2 separate regions of the Macaca mulatta genome follow, and region 1 is linked to region 2. Evidence: chromatin contacts called from public Hi-C data. All regions are on one chromosome and are shown on one strand. Each heading gives the region's core, a stretch centred on a gene start, on an enhancer-like site or on the middle of the called end of the contact. The rest is flanking DNA. Distances are from core to core; before and after follow the strand shown.

The links. Hi-C and Micro-C count contacts between places; a contact is called where the count stands out from the background.
Region 1: a Hi-C map of CD4 T cells shows a contact between it and region 2, with 2.3 times the contacts expected there. The contact joins the promoter of SLC35C1 here to the promoter of CRY2 in region 2. A contact is called at or near these places in 2 of 14 Hi-C or Micro-C datasets (CD4 T cells and liver).

The regions. Positions count from the first base shown.
Region 1 is chr14:19,813,328-19,816,433 of T2T-MMU8v2.0, reverse strand. SLC35C1 (solute carrier family 35 member C1) reads left to right here and starts at 1,642. Exons shown (of 2, transcript NM_001258150.1): 1 at 1,642-2,257. The coding sequence starts at 1,723.
Region 2 is chr14:19,772,144-19,775,482 of T2T-MMU8v2.0, reverse strand. CRY2 (cryptochrome circadian regulator 2) reads left to right here and starts at 1,759. Exons shown (of 12, transcript XM_077963023.1): 1 at 1,759-1,909.

The DNA of each region.
Region 1 (3,106 bases), core at 393-2,892, 41 kb before region 2:
TCAAGCACTTCTGGAAGTGCAAGCTGGGAGCGCGGCAGGCCAGGGATAAAGCCAGGTCCCGGGACGTGCCAGCTGCGATAACTGAAGCCTGGGTCCCGGGCGGGCGGGGGTACCAGGGACAGGAGAGGCCTTAGAAAGAGGAGGGGGCCTGCGCCCACGACCGTCGGAATCGCCGCCTCTCCGCCGGCACTCCCGGGCCCCATGCCGCTAACAGGCCGGCGAGCCTGGCACGGTGCCTGGGCCCGGGGCAGAAAGCAGGAAGTCGACCCCGCGGGCGCGGCCCAGGGTGCGGCGCTGCAGGTGCGGCGCAGGGAGGCGGGGCGGGCGCCCAGTGCACCGGAGGAGGTGAGCGCCAGGTCGCCTTCGCGGCCGGGGGACAGAGGCAGGGGCGCGGGAGCTGGTGCGGCTGAACCGGGCGGGGAAACAGTATTTTCTGGAAGGGGTAAGAGATGCTGCCTTGAGCCCTTGGAATCTTGGATCTGGGCCGCCCAGAGAACCTCGATAGGAGCACAGGGATGACAGACTGAAGTCCGAGAGAGGCGGCGTGGCCTCCGGCCTCTGGGAGCGCTGCCGGGAGTCTCGGGCTTGGGAGAGGGCCTGGGGGAGGTGAAAATGGGGGGGAAAGGAGGGGACCACAACATCGTTGTGGAAGAATAAGTCGGGTTGGCAGAGGGACGTGGAGCTGCAACGCGGGGCTCTGGAGGTGGAGGAGTCCAGGCTGATGGAGCGCCGCCCGGGTCCTGGGTCGGGGTTCCGGGAGGTGGACCTGCGAGCCGAGCCAAGCCGAGTCGGGGGACGGAGGCTCCGGGGCAGACGGAGATGAGGGTGGGCAGGTGAGGGTGATGCAGCCCTTGCAGGAAGCAGGGCGAGGCTCAAGCACACAGAAAAACCTGTGGCCGCCGAGGTCCCCCCGCCAGCAGCGGGCAGCGGATCGCAGGGGCGGGGCTGGGGACTGGCGAACGCCGCCTCTCTGGGGCTGTCGCTTTAAGGGCAAGGCGGGGCGTGCGGGCCCTTTAAGGCCACGTGGGGGCGTGCCAGGAAGTGAGTCCCGGGCCCGCCTCGCGGGGAGTAGGCCTCGGCTGTCCGGAGGCTCCTGGGCTGAGCCGGCGACAGAGCCCGGGAAGGCAGCGAGACGTGGGCGCCGGCCCAGCCCCCTCCCGCGTCCGTCAGCCCCAAGTCCCGAGCCCCTCTGACCCCTCCGTAGCCCTCCCTCCAGCTGCGCCGGCCTGCGGCAGCTCCCTTAACGCCTCCCTCCCCCTGCCCACCCCTCCCTCCCACAGCTGCCCATGCTGCCCTCTCGGCAGCTCTTCCAACTCTGCCCGGCGTCCTTTTCCTGCACCTTCGCCCCGCGTACCGCCTCCTGCCCCGCCCTGCCATTCCTCTCCCCTCCCTTCTCTCTGCGACCCCTCCCTGTTAGGCCCCAGCCTCTTCTCCCCTCACAGGTCTTCTCTACCCTGGCCTCACCGCCTTAGCCTATCCCTCCCCCTTGCCCTGTGTCTTGTCTCAGGAGCCCCCTTGGGGTGGGAGCAGGTTGTGGAGCGGCACTACTGGGCTCACCCCAAAGCAGAACTTCTCTATCCATGAGGACACTGGGGAGGCCTTTAGGCCAACCCCCATGTGACAATCAGGGCTGCGGCTTGCGGAGAGCACAAGTGAGCTCACTGCCCTGGACTCCAGGGAATCAGAGTTCTGGCCGCGGGGTGACCCAGCTCCTGTGCTACCATGAACAGGGCCCCTCTGAAGCGGTCCAGGATCCTGCACATGGCGCTGACCGGGGCCTCAGACCCCTCTACAGAGGCAGAGGCCAACGAGGAGAAGCCCTTTCTGCTGCGGGCATTGCAGATTGCGCTGGTGGTCTCCCTCTACTGGGTCACCTCCATCTCCATGGTGTTCCTTAATAAGTACCTGCTGGACAGCCCCTCCCTGCAGCTGGACACCCCCATCTTCGTCACCTTCTACCAGTGCCTGGTGACCACGCTGCTGTGCAAGGGCCTCAGCGCTCTGGCCGCCTGCTGCCCTGGTGCCGTGGACTTCCCCAGCTTGCGCCTGGACCTCAGGGTGGCCCGCAGTGTCCTGCCTCTGTCAGTGGTCTTCATCGGCATGATCACCTTCAATAACCTCTGCCTCAAGTACGTCGGTGTGGCCTTCTACAATGTGGGCCGCTCGCTCACCACCGTCTTCAACGTGCTGCTCTCCTACCTGCTGCTTAAGCAGACCACCTCCTTCTATGCCCTGCTCACCTGCGGCATCATCATCGGTGAGTGGCAGCTGGGGCCACGCGGGATAGGGTGGTCATGGGGACTGAAATCCTGAAGAACAACCCTTCTAGGCATCCTAGGACTTCATCTGTCCCAGCTCCTTTGGTGCAGCAGTCATAGGAGAAAGCCTGGGGGCACAGAGAGAGCAAGTAACTTACTAAAGGCCACCCAGCAAGTTAGGAGCCCAGCCAGGGCAAGAACAATAGTAATAATAATAATAGCAACAGCAGCAAAAGCAACTGACGTTTGTTGAGTGATTAAAATGTGCCAGGCACATAGATCTTAGCCATATTAACTCAGTTAATCCTCATAACAAGATGGGATTATAATCCACATTTTACAGATGGAAAAACCAAGGCACAGAGAAGTTAAGTAACTTGTCCAAGATCACCCGGCTAATAAGTGGCAGAGCTGGAATCTGAACTCAAGCAATCTGGCTTCGCAGTTCACATGCCCGACCACTGTACTTTATTGTTTCTCAAGAGCTCAGGTGTCCTGATTTCCCATCCAGTGCTCTTAGTAGAGGACAATACGTCTTTTAAGAAATATACCATCACTCTCTGCCAGCTCAGGATAGCGCCTGAGACAGTAGCAAGCGATACGCTTTAAGAGGCCTCAGCTGTCTTCCCGGACTTGATCCTCAGAAAATAATAATTATTGACAGGGAAATTAGGCTGATTATTTCACATATAGCATCTCCTTTGTTCTCCCAGAGATCCCTGGGTTGTGGCATCACTACCAGTGGTCATCTCTATACAAACAAGGAAACTGAGGCTCAGAGATGTTACATTACTTGCCCACGGCCACACAGCTAGCAAGCAGCCAGGCTGGGATGCAAACCCAGATTG
Region 2 (3,339 bases), core at 510-3,009:
ACACCACACTGCCTCTCATGATAGCTTAATAAGAGAGAGAGTGGAGGGGAGGGAAATGACTTTTGATCATTTGGCAAATGTTTTTCAAGCACCTACTATATGTTAGGTACCAGAGTACCAGCTGGGAAGACACTGATAAGTAAGACAAGCACAGTCCCGGGCTCACAGAATACAGATACAGCATTACGGGAATTTAGAGGAGTAAAAGGGAAGAGGACTCATCTCTGAGGTTGTTTAAGGGAGAAACACCTCCTTACACTCTGTTCCATTCCTAGCAAAGCACCAACCTTGTGGAGAGAAGAGGGGATAGGAGAGGGGGAACACAAAACCTTAAAATAAAAGTAATGAAAGGTGGCATCGATTTATTCAGCAAGCATTTGGAAAGGAAATTCAAAAATAAGGACAGGGCCAGGTAAGGGGACTAGGATAAGCCTCTAAGAGCCTGCCAATATGAGACTCTAGTGCAATTTTTACTCAAATAATCCTTGAGCGTTAGGTGCCAAGCACTGAGCTAGACTTTGGACATACAACTGTAAATAAGCCACAGCCCCTGCTCTCCAGGAGTTTATACTTTAATGGGGCATTAAGACATTTAAGCAAGAAATTCCAGTATTGTGTGCCAAGACAAGTGACCACAAAGAAGCACAGAATGAGACGGGGCACTATTCAGGTTGGGATCAGACAGCAAGAAGGTGACATCTACACTGAACAATGATACAGAGCAAACTGGAGTTAGAAACAAAGAAGGAAGAGGGAGTGTGATCTAGACTGCGGGAACAGCTTGTGAAAAGCCCTGGAAATGGCAGAGAATGCCTAGGATTGCAGTGACACTGGTTTAGAGAGTGGTGCCAATTAATGCCACTAAATTGCAGACTAAATTGCTAAATGCTTTCATCACACTGTCCCAGGTCCAGGAAGGGTTCCAAGCATGGGCTCAACCTAGGGCCAAGTTGAAACAGACTGTTCTCCACCTGATAACCCCAAAGCTGCAGCTTGACTAAGCCATCTTAGCCTTCCCCAACACCTTGTTGCTGGTGTTTATAGCTTCTCTTGCCATTTAGTCAGTCAATCAGCAAGCTCTATGCTAGACGCCAGAGGAATAAGAGGGTTCCACCTGGCGTCCCAGAAGAATGGGGACAGTGTCCCCCACATCTCTGAACCCCACCCGGAATCCAGTACAGTGCTTTGCACACAATAGTACCACTGGATCTACTAAACAGACTAAAAGAAAATAAATTCATCTGATGGCATAATTACGAGCTCAAGTCCTCCACATTCCCAGTCCCTACTCCCAAATCCTCTAATGCTGCGTATCAGGGCACTCCTTCTCCATCCTTGGACTCTGCCACTTGGAATTACCAAGGATCTTCGCACAAAGAGAAGTATAGCTTCGTGGATAAAAGCAGAAGTTTCAAAATCAGAATAATCTGGGTGAAATCCCTCTTAGTAGCTTTATGATACTGAGCAAGTCGCTCAACCTGCGGCACCCTCCATTTTCTTCATCTGTAAAACAAAAATAACAGCAGCTCTTCCACTGGTGTTCGTTAAATGAATGTAACTGGGCTGAGTTCAGAATAGTAAATGAGACCGACTATGTAAGGAGATGATCATGTCTCTTGCCATATAAAGTGCACTTAATAAATGGCAGTTGTAGTAGAATGATGTAGATGATGCTGGTGACGATGTTGGTGATAATAGGAAGGTCAGTTGTCAGTTTTGCAAGTCTCTGACTGTAGTCACAGCAACCCCTACCAGCCCAGGCAGCTTCTTCTAGAAGCAGGCCCTGAACAGGACATGTGTAAGAGATCCGCTGTACCTCGAGACTCGGCCCACTCCCGGCCCTCCGCGGACTGTGCCAGCCTGCGTCACTTGTCCGCCTGCCAGCTCCACCCAGGCGGACCCACACATGGTAGGAACGTGAGGGGGCGGGGCCTGTTCTGGCGTCTCTGGGCCAATCGCCGGGCGGGAGGCACTCAGCCAATGGCACAGGAGCTCTAAGGCCCTGGGGGCGGGGACGAAGGGAGGAGCTGCGGCGTCATAGGTCACTGGGCGGTCTGTGGGCGGGGTCCGCGTCGCCTACCGGGGCGGAGCGGGGGTGGCCGGAGCAGTCTGGACAGTCATGGCGGCGACTGTGGCGACGGCGGCAGCTGTGGCCCCGGCGCCAGCGCCCGGCACGGACGGCGCCTCTTCAGTGCACTGGTTCCGCAAAGGGCTGCGGCTCCACGACAACCCGGCGCTGCTGGCGGCCGTGCGCGGGGCGCGCTGCGTGCGCTGCGTTTACATTCTCGACCCGTGGTTCGCGGCCTCCTCCTCAGTCGGGATCAACCGATGGAGGTGAGGGGACCCGGGGCGGGGTGGCGGGGACGCAGCCAGGACCCTGACCCTGGGGTGACCGGCGAACAGCACGATTCTCTCAACCTCTCCACGGCTGGGAGGCCGTGGAGAAGCCGAGACCGGGGAAGTAATTCGTCATGGTCCTAACGCGCCGGTGGGCCAGGGCTCAGCCTCTGACAAAGCGCGTTCGCACTGTTACCCCTCTGAGCCTCACAACTGCCTGTGGAACGGAGATCATGATCCCCGTTGTACAGATGAGACCCTTGGGTCCTGGAGACCCAAAGTCGACCTGTCCAAGGACTTGCAGCCAGTGAGTGGCGGAACAGGGGCTCCTGGTCTAGGGCTCTTATGGTCTACTCAGGGAGGGGCAGAAGGGAGATACTGTGGTGTGAGGGCGGGACGGGTTTTTGCTCGCATTCTTCAAGTAAAGAGCCCATTGCTGGGCTCGGGGAGATCATTCCTAAGCCTCTGGCTTGTTTGAATCCGCCCTACCACCCATCCTGGCTTCCCTGCGCCCAGACCGTCCTGCCTCTAGGGGTGTCAGGTGACCCTGGCTTAGCATTAAATAAAGTCTTCTCCCCTATGTTATAAATAAAGAAGCCAAAGGTGTCTTCAGGTGGAATCGCGTTGTGTTCAAAGCTCCAGAGAATCCAGGGGATTCTCCAAAATGGTTTAAGCCCTGCTCTGGAGCTTTGACCTCGATAAAAAAAAATTTAAAAGGATCCAAAGTGTCACCCCGTCATCCTCTTGTCATGATTTTAGAGGACAGTTGAGCCATTAGAGATGAGACTTCTATGAACTGTTGTGCTAAGGTTAGGGAGCAGGAAAGCCATGATATCAAGGGCCCCTCTGATGACCCCCCAGGAGATGGAGTCGACATGATCATGGAAAAAGATGAACAGGTCGTTAATGTATTTTCTTTGTAAGCAGTATTCAAATTAAAGAGTTTTGAGACATCATGTACCCATCGCTCTTCAGAACACCTAGTGGCAGTCGCTGGGTTTG